Linked DNA regions of Mus musculus: regions 1 and 3 are each linked to region 2. The links are chromatin contacts, called in public Hi-C maps. All regions are on one chromosome and are shown on one strand. Each heading gives the region's core, a stretch centred on a gene start, on an enhancer-like site or on the middle of the called end of the contact. The rest is flanking DNA. Distances are from core to core; before and after follow the strand shown. Region 1 has its middle 120 kb from the start of Pde7b. Region 2 overlaps Gm33510 (a long non-coding RNA gene). Region 3 has its middle 42 kb from the start of Pde7b.

The links. A called contact is a pair of places that touch in the nucleus more often than the background predicts.
Region 1: a contact with region 2 is called in a Hi-C map of bone marrow-derived macrophages, with 4 times the contacts expected there. The contact joins two enhancer-like sites. A contact is called at or near these places in 6 of 484 Hi-C or Micro-C datasets (bone marrow-derived macrophages, embryonic fibroblasts, liver and 1 more), 1 of 115 datasets of contacts at active chromatin or transcription factors (bone marrow-derived macrophages) and 1 of 9 other capture datasets (embryonic stem cells).
Region 3: a Hi-C map of granulocyte-monocyte progenitors shows a contact between it and region 2, with 2.5 times the contacts expected there. The contact joins two enhancer-like sites. A contact is called at or near these places in 2 of 484 Hi-C or Micro-C datasets (granulocyte-monocyte progenitors and macrophages).

What each region holds. Positions count from the first base shown.
Region 1 is chr10:20,665,421-20,668,559 of GRCm38.p6, reverse strand. It overlaps a transcript of Pde7b not described here. Among named protein-coding and RNA genes, the nearest start is that of Pde7b, 120 kb to the right of the region's middle. Within about 2 kb of position 1,634, at least 11 of the 459 cell types and tissues checked have an H3K27ac peak or open chromatin away from gene starts, as enhancers often do. A contact at or near this core is called in bone marrow-derived macrophages, where this site is marked.
Region 2 is chr10:20,833,770-20,837,209 of GRCm38.p6, reverse strand. The region is part of intron 1 of Gm33510 (a long non-coding RNA gene); the gene reads left to right. Among named protein-coding and RNA genes, the nearest start is that of Gm33510, 3.3 kb to the left of the region's middle. Within about 2 kb of position 2,174, at least 60 of the 459 cell types and tissues checked have an H3K27ac peak or open chromatin away from gene starts, as enhancers often do. A contact at or near this core is called in bone marrow-derived macrophages and granulocyte-monocyte progenitors, where this site is marked.
Region 3 is chr10:20,588,658-20,591,942 of GRCm38.p6, reverse strand. It overlaps a transcript of Pde7b not described here. Among named protein-coding and RNA genes, the nearest start is that of Pde7b, 42 kb to the right of the region's middle. Within about 2 kb of position 1,557, at least 31 of the 459 cell types and tissues checked have an H3K27ac peak or open chromatin away from gene starts, as enhancers often do. A contact at or near this core is called in granulocyte-monocyte progenitors, where this site is marked.

The sequences.
Region 1 (3,139 bases), core at 385-2,884, 170 kb after region 2:
AGCTGCATAAAAACAACGATAGGAATATCATCACAGAACCTGGAGCTACTAAACTTCTCCCGTCAGCGTTTATAGATAGCAGAGACAAAAGCGAAGTGCAAGGCAGAGTACCTCAAAGTCAAAGTTGGCAGCCACAGCATTAGGCCCCTCAACCAACGCGTATCCATGACCTCAGGAGCAGGTCTAAGTTGAACAGCTCAAGTCAAAGCCTCCAGCAGTTTTAGAGTGCATGCCTAATGCCAGTTATTCTTCTTAACTGTGTCCTTAACTGCTACTACATGAAAAAGCACGTTTTTATCACCTGGGACTCAGATCCCTGACAAGTGTGCTGCTTTTAAGCTGTTTGCAGGAACAGTGCTCAATTACGTCTCTACACAAGGAAGGTTGAAACTCAAGAATGCCTTGATTGCACTGCCAATAACATGGTTTCATAACATGAAGACACTTTCCTAAACGTGACTCCATACCCTTGGAATATTCCTGATCATTGTTCTTTATAATTAAGCTACCTTCTGGCGTCAGAAGCATGATAGAGATGCTGTTTTTAAAAACTGGATTTGGGACAGTAATTATGCAGTTGGTAGTGCGACTCTGTACCCTATACACACAGATTACTGGAGGGAAATGTTTGCAATGTAAGAATTAAAAAAGTAAAAATGTTTGGCTATGAGAAATAAGTCACTAATTACAGTATCTCATTAGAAATAGTCTTTACTTGTAAGAAGCCTGGGAAAACTCTAAGTCATAAGCTGTCCCTATAAATAATTAGCTCTGGCAAGAAAATTCTAATGGCCCATTAAATTTTTCACACCCACAGTTGTCCAGGGGAAAATATAAGCAAAACCTGATTGTCCTGATTTCAGATGAACGGTAGACTTTCTCCAGCAACCAGATGAATAACTTTGCCTACCATGGGTATGTGTTTCTTTTTCCAATGTGATGTGGAATTCTCACTTATCAGAAACTAAAATAGGTCTAACCTTCAGCAAATAGGTCTAGCCTTCAATAAATAGGTCTAACCTTCAGCAAATAGGTCTAACCTTCAATAAGCAGCTATAACCTTCAGCAAATAGGTCTAACCTTGAATAAATAGGTCTAACCTTCAGCAGATAGATCTAACCTTCAGCAAATAGCATCTCTACCTTTGAGCTTACTTTCAAAACAATATAAAGTAGGTGACATATACAATTTAAGATAGTCTTTAGATAGATGCCTTTACAGGTAGGGTCAGGTATAGATGCCCATTTTTATGATGGCCATTTCAATATTTATATTTGGATGACTTTTTACCATGTTATCCCTGTTTTTATGTTTCTACTTTTGATGCATATGAGGATAGTCTCTCATGAAGCCAGACACTTTAGACCTATGTAGAAAACCACAAAAATCCTAATTTTCTCTGTCAATGTGGTAGTCACAAGTCTTTTTTGTGAATTTCATGTATTTTCTGTGGGGCCCTGAAATGAGAGGTTATTAAAAACTTTTCAAGAGCTTGCAGAAAGAGAAAAATAATTTTACACAGGTAACATATTGGAAGGATATTTTGGTCATCAAACAGCTGCCTATCAGAACTGTTAAATCTTCATGTGTGCCTTGCATTTTTAGTTTGCATAGTGTTTATGGCAGGTGACACAGGTACAAAGGTCCGTTTGGATGTGGGAACTCAAAGTTCACACAATAATATTTCTGAAAGGAAGTTAGAGGGTTCTAAAACCATCAGATTTCCTATCACAGAAAGGATATGAAAGCAGATGTTGGGAAAGTGCTTATAGGGGCCGAGTGTAGACTCACTTCCTTATTTTGATTAAATACAGGCAAAGGCTTATACTTAAGTCCAGTATCAATTGCAAAATATTCTCCTTCCAATTTTAAATGTTCTAAAGCAAGTTGAGGGTGAGAGAAGACGATAACGGGAGGAGGGAACTCAGAGGTCAGGCAGGACAGGTCATCAACAGTGAGAAAGAACATTCCAGAAAGAAGAAAATGAACAAGCCAAGAAGAGAATCCAGTGTGAGTCTCTGAGAAAGTGACAGTTGAGCCGTTGAGAACAGTAACATCTAAGAATGGCTTCCATCATATGACTAGTTATAGGCACGATTTCGTTTAAATGTCTTAGAAATAGACTTTCAGCATTCCCATTTACAGACAAGGAACTGCAGACCAAATTGAAGAAGCTTGCCTGAGATCATTTAATCAATGTGGGAGCCAGATCATAGGGGACAAGGCAGCCATCATTTCACCTGGGCCTGAGTATTACCTGCACACTGATGCTTCATGGGAATCACTGAGGCAGTCTGAAGCAATTGGTCCATCTACACTTCAGACTCCTTCTGACTCTAAATCCCAGTCACATTGCAGGAACAATAATACCAAGCATTTACTGATCACACTCATGTGCTAATAACTATATAGGAACTCATAGATTATTTCTTCTTTCCCTCCTCTCACCACCACAGAGTGTCTCATCTAATATAAATAAATAAATAAATAAATAAATAAATAAATAAATAACAGTATGAGTCCCAGTCCAGGACCCACTGCAAAAGTTGCACAAATCCGGATGTCACCTCATGTATTTGTCCTTTGGCCACACTTTTTTTTCTTATCTGTCATTCCCCATAAAAATATCATCTGCCCAGAATGCTAAAGCTTGATTCTCCAGTCTCAATGGAGGTATTGCTCACCCAATAGGACACATTCCTCCTGCCTCCAAGCTTACCCGTCTTCTCTGTAGAAAGAGTTCACCTCATCTCGTATCCCTACCCCTCCCAGGATCTCCCCCTTTACCAGGTGTCCCAATTCAAGGCATTGTTGGAGCATAAAAAGGAAGAAGAATTTCCCTTTTTCCATTGATCTTCAAAATTATGAGCAATTATTTTTGCTTTAATAAAGCCCTAGTTTTCGTTGGTGCCTTTGATGTCCTTTGGTTTCCCTTTTCAAGTGTTCTTTGAAGGAATTTGTATTCATGGCAGGTATCAGAACTTCCTGGCGCCATCTAAAGTGCTGAGAGCAGATACGCAATGTTGCTTCATGGGACCCTTTTTATTCTGAGAGTGATGAGCTTGTCTGCTCCTGGAGACAGCAAACTCCTGGCTGACAATGACTGCATTGCCTTCTTTTGTTTTTTTTTTTTTTTTTT
Region 2 (3,440 bases), core at 925-3,424:
TTCACCAACTTGCTTCTAATATGCAATGTAGCCTGTACTGAAGATTTCTATCTCAGTGGGATTCCCTGGCTCTTTTATGGTATTCCCTAGTTTGGGTGAGATTTGCTACTGTCCTTAGTAAATATTTTGCAGACCAGCTCTGAGCTACTGGCTCCATCTTTTGTAATGCTTAATTAGTTACTGAATAGGTAACTTCTTTACTGCATTCCTGCGGATTCCAAGCTCATAGTTCCATACACCAGACTAACTCTGGAATAGAGTATGAGTATGTGGGTAAGTGAGACCGCCAAAACTCCAGGAGGTGAGTTTCCTTGAAACTCTTTTCCTTGTGAGTGCTTACAGACTTTTCAGCCTGTCACGCAGACTTGACCGGAGTGTGTGGCATTTCCCAGTGTGCGTGGCATATATATATTATTTATAAGGAATCTAGCACAGTATCTAGCCCTTTGAGAAAGATTAGCAAGTTTTTACTCCTTATTCTTTCTCCCTTTGCCTGTTCTTCCCTCTTTTCACTAAAAACTTATTGAATATATTTTACATAATAACCACATGGTCAGCAAACTGGGAGGCAACTAAGAGTAAAGTTTGAACTTAAGAAATATCCACACTGCCTAAATGTCTCTAAAGGCACAATAAAGAAGACATGTTAGTGATATTGATGAGAAAATGTCCCAACTTATTGTGATGTCAGTGTGTGTGAACAGGAAGCTTTAAGCCAAGGAAATAAAGAGGACCCATCAAAAATGGAAAGATGTTCCATGTTTGTGGCTTGATAGAATTAATAATGATAAAATATACACACTACCTAGAATGGTCAGTAGATCTAGTATAATTTACCTCAAACTACTAACAACACTCCCTATATAGCCAAAATGAGTCACGAAACTCAGAGAGATCCAAGAAAGACCTTGAATACCTGGTGTATTCTTGAACAAAAACAATAAAACCGAGACTATTACAATATAATATTGAAACACACTATGGAAGTATAGTAATCAAACAGCATGGCATTGTCACAAAACGGACCCATTGACCAACTTCAGAACAGAATAAATATTTAGACACAAATCCCTGTATGCAGAGCCAACTGATTTTTAACAAAAGCAATAAGAATGCTAGAGAGAGGACAAAGTCTCCCAAAAACAGCACTGTGAGATGTTGGTATGTATATGTGTATCTGTATCTGTGTGTGTGTATGGATATATGTGTGTGTGTGTGTGTGTGTGTGTGTGTGTGTGTGTGTATGTGTGCGTATATATATGTATGTACATATATGTATGTTTATATTGTATATGCATATATATGTGTGTGTGTGTGTATGAATGAAATTAGCCCCCTCCATCTCATGTGATACAAAACCCATCTCAAAATAGATTAAGGAACTATAAGACCCAAGACAAAGGAACTACTGAAGAAAAGAGAAAGGGACACCTTCAGGATGTTGGGCAAAGATTTTTTTAAGGCCCTAAAACATGGAGAATAAAGGTGAAGTAAACAAATGGAGCTCTGTAAAACCACGAAGCCTCTGCACCACTGTGCAGTGGTAACAGAAAGAAAAATGGACACACTGCTTATTTGATAAGAGTTAGTGTCTGGAATATATATGAATCCCAACAACAGCAAGAAGTATGATTTTAAACAAAGGGCAAATACTTTGCACACACAGTTCTTAAAAGAGGAAATACAAGTGGCCAGTGAATACATAAGAAAGAGCTCAGCATCACTAGGAAAGCTCAGGATCATTAGGAAAATACAAATCAAAACCACACTGGAGTTTCACTTCCCCCACTGAGAGTGGCTTCTGTCAAAAGGACAAGACAGTATCGGAGAGGATGCAGAAGGTGGATGACTCACAGGCTGTTGGTGGCAGTGCACGTGGATATAGCCACCATGAAAATCTGTACGGAGTTCCTCAGAAAGTGAAAACGAAAGAACCATATACACAGCAACCACACTACTGAGTTTCTAAAGAAAACGGAATCGTCATGTCAAAGAGATACCTGGACATCTCCTTGTCCTGGAACTCTGTAGACCAGGCTAATCTTGAGCTCAGAGATTTGTCTACCTCTACCTCCCAAGTGCTGGGATTAAAGGTGTGCACCACCATGTCCAACTGGATGGACTTTTAAAAATAGATTGTAAATGTTCACATACGCATTCTGGAACCCACCGCTGAGTACGTAGCAGCCAATACACTATGTGGTCTTCACAGCTTTCTTGTCCCAGTTGTCACTCAGCCCCACTCCCTCCTGATAGAACTTCCCATTTTAAACTGTGTAACTATTTCTGGATGCATTACTATAACTCAGTACGTGTATACAATGTGTATTGACCAGGTCAGGTCAGCGAGCACTTCCATCTCTGCAGACATGGCTCCTGTGTGTTAGGGACCAAACACTTTTCTCCTCTGGTGATTTGGGGATGTGCAGTCTTTTTTTTTTTTTTTTTTTTTTTACTGAGGCTATGTTCAGTCTGCTTTGCTGTAGAACATTCCACTTACTTCCTGTCAGCTGTATTTTGGTTAACACTGTGGACTAAGCATTCCCTCCTACTCTTCCAGTGACATCTGTTTTACTTCCGAGTTATCAGTTCCACCTTTAGTGAGCAGGCAGTGTTTGTCTCCTGTGCCTTACTTACTTCACTTAATGTGGTGCTGTACTGCTCCACTATGTTATAATTTTACCTACTAACATAAATTATTATATTTTATAAAAATATTAATATTATCATGTATGTATATTATGCACATATTTACTTGTATATTTTTATATATTATATCTAATATATTACTTATTGCCTATTATAGAATTTTATCCTTTATGATTTAACATTATTCCATTGAAGACACACAAATAGCACTGATTAAACTCAGTGGGTCACAGAACAAACAAAGAGACAAGAATGTAGAACAAATAGCTGCTAGGGAGGTGTGGGGGTTGACAGGGGACAAGGGGGGAAATTAATCATAATGTTATAGTAATATACAATATAATACATATATAATCTATTATATTCACATATGCTACATATATTACACACATATATAATATACAATATATATATATTTAGGTATAGGCATATAGATATAGGTATAGATATAGACATAGATATAGATAGATATAGTCCAGGAACAAATTCAATGTTATTTTTGAACGAAAATTATAAAAAAATAATTCTAATCACACAAAGGAAATTATTTTAAATTAAAATACAACTACATCATTTATGCCCCTCTCTTTCTTATCTTCAAACACTCCTTTTTGATGCATCTGGAATTCATGGCCTCTTTGTCTTTAACTGTTATGGTTTTACAGACATACACACAGACAAACACACATACACATGCACACTATAGTCATATGCAACACACATATACACATGCACAGATACACACAGACACCCACACAGACATACACCCAATCACACACACACACAGATAT
Region 3 (3,285 bases), core at 308-2,807, 240 kb after region 2:
GTGTGCATCATCTGTCCAGTCAGACACAGCTGGGGGGCAGTTCCTGCGTTTCATGACCATCGCTTGGAGGAATTCAGTATTAAGAGACGCATGTTTCTCAAAGTGTAACATGCATACAAATCACTTGATTATCTTGTTTCAATGCAAAATCTGATTACATCTAGGATGGAGCCAGAAAGGATACATTTTAATCAGCATCCAGGTGACGCTCCTGCTGCTGCTCTATAAATCACATGTAGCAAAGTCATAGGAGATGAGCAGGCACACTTCCCAGACCTGATAAGGTCTTTTCTTTTCCTGTGCCAAATGTAACAGATGCCATTTTGTACCCTTCTTCTGCCTCCTGGATACTTGTCACCTCTTTTAATCAAAACTATGAAATATTTGTAATTTTTTTTCTTCAGGAAGGCACATTGTATACTTAAATAAATATCGAGTGGGATGGTTTTAGTTATTCTAGTAAGTAAAAAAAAATGTTTATGACAGAACAGACAGACATTGCACCCACTGTCCTGCAATATTAAAAGTACAAGCTTACAGGAAGTCTGAAGGACCCACGGATTCAGATCGCAATGCTGGGTCATTGCTAGCTGTACCTACCATGGGCTGAATCGACTCAGAATGGAGTGAAGTTTGTTAGTCATTGTGGCACTGCTGTGACAAATACCTAACATGAACCACTTAAGGGGAAAGGGGCTCGTTGGGCTCTCGGGTTGAGGAGCCAGTCCATCCCAGCCGTGAGGTCACGGTGATGAGAGTGAGGCAGCTGCTTGCATGGCATCTGAAGCCAGGAAGCAAAGAGCAAGGAATACAGCTACTCGGCCCACTCTCTTCCCTGTAATCAGTGCAGGACAGCCATCCCAAGAACTGTGCTGCCTACAGTTACAATGGGTCTTTTCACCCCAAGTCACCTAGTGTGCTTCCTCACACACATGCCAGAAATCTGAATTTAGGGTGATTCTCCATCCTGCTTGTCAACAAGGTAAACCATCACAGAAGATGATCAAAGAGACCTGTCCATTTCCTATGTAAAATCACGTAGGCATTAATGTTATATTAAGCCTTTGCACTTAAAATTACATTTTGGTGAGTGTGATATCAATTGATGTATTTCCTAAGAAATGCTAGCTCATTCTGTGAACAGAGGGGTCCACAGGATGGGCCATGTAAGATGCCTGGATTCTCCACATTGATGTAAGGCTAACACAATGCCCTTGTTATTCAATTTATTTTAAAGTCTGCAAACATTGTTTTAAGTCCAATTTAAATAAGTTGGCAAGGCATTGAAGTTTCCTAAGTGGGAAACTCTCTCTAATGTGAGCAGTTCAGTAAAATTCTTCCTAACTATTCTTTAGGCACTTCTCTTACTCTCCTTAAACTGGTGGGTCTCTGTAGACTTGCAGAGCCTCCCTGACAACTAAAGATAAAAAGGTATTGATCTTTTGTAGCAACACCCAGAATCCATTTCCAAATGTTACAGGACTTTGCCTTATGTTGCTAGTGGCGTGAAAATCTTGGAAAGGGGCGGTTGCTGCCAGGGGAGACTCAATGTTTACTCGGGTTTCTTCATTTCCCATATGTGAGTGCTTACTCGCCAAGCCAGAAGCACTTAGTCCCACCGACAGTAACCTCTTATGAAACAGACTTCCTCTGTGCACTGCAAACCCGCAGAAACAGAAACAAAGCAAATCAGCTTGGTCCATCTTTCTTTGAACCAGATGCTCCTAAGAGTGTGCATTGGGCAATTCTTTCATCCACCTAAGGCCAGCTCGAATGGGGGAAGGAGGAATGCTTTGAATAAGAACACAATTGCAGGAAGACTGTTCATCATCTAGGGCTGTTGATAACACAGCAAGCTTGAGTTGAGAATGACGCATATCAGGTCCCTGACGAAGACATCAAAGCTATTTATTACAGGACCTGGAAGTAAATTGGAGTCTCCTAGTTTAAAAAAGAAAAAACAAAAAGCAAAAACACCCTACAGTAATGTCATTCAGAAGGCAGCACATATTCAGGTTGACTTTGAACTTAGTAGCTCATAGCTCAGGTCTGTTAATATTGAAAAGGACTTTCATCTAGTCTAAGAGATATGGACATTTGCACTCTGAGCAGTTAATCATACCTAGTTGCTGAAATTGATTGACAAATGCTAGTATTAATTTTCCAATTAAAAAGACCAACCTGAGGACCAGCAATGTCCACATTTGAGCACATGGTGGGTCTTATACAAATTTATTCTAGATATTTCCATATGTATTACCATATGGAATTACTATACACATATGTATTTCCATATGTGTATAGTATTCATATAGGAAGCCAGATGATGATTTATAAGAGGAAAGAGGAAAGGATTCCCTACTATGGTTATAAATCTGTATTCTGGAGTTGTTGGATGAAAATGGTCCCTGTGAGGGTACACTGAGATAAGGTGCCTGGTGTCCACACAAAGCTGAGAGTCTCACCTTTCTATGACCCTACCTGCCTGTCCTCAACCTAATACATTCACATGGAGAGAGAGACAGACAGATACAAACACAGACACAGAGAGACAAACACAGACACAGAGAGACAAACAGAGACACAGAGAGACAAACACAGACACAGAGAGACAAACACAGACACAGAGAGACAAACACAGACACAGAGAGACAAACACAGACACAGAGAGACAAACACAGACACAGAGAGACAAACACAGACACAGAGAGACAAACAGAGACACAGAGAGACAAACACAGACACAGAGAGACAAACACAGACACAGAGAGACAAACACAGACACAGAGAGACAAAGAGACAGAGACAGATAAAACAGATGCAAGGGGAAATCACACAAAGGCTACAGAGGACGGAGAACGGAAGGAACTTTGTTCCACTGTGAGTAACCTCTTTCAAAATGGACTTCCTTCAGGGAATTAGACATCTGGACATCACCAAGGTCTCAGGTGTGCTGGAATGAAATTAACCCCTTCCTTTCACAACCTAGCCCTTTTGCTGCTAGGTAAGGAAAATCCCCACCGGCAATAATGAAAGCCTTCTAAGTAGCCCTTCCCCACAGCCTAACTGTTTCTCGGTACCATCTGCCTCTTTGCTTAAGCTGGGGAGACTGAAGGAAACTTTCTGAGGCTAGATGAGATAGATGAATGGAGTTTTCTGGACTGTCCAGGGCTGTGGCTTCTCCGGGTGTTCAAAGTTTTCTACCATGTTTTTCTACATAAATCTAAAGTCAATGGGCAGGAACTTAGAAAGATTGAGTAACTCATTATAGATATAGATTAGATG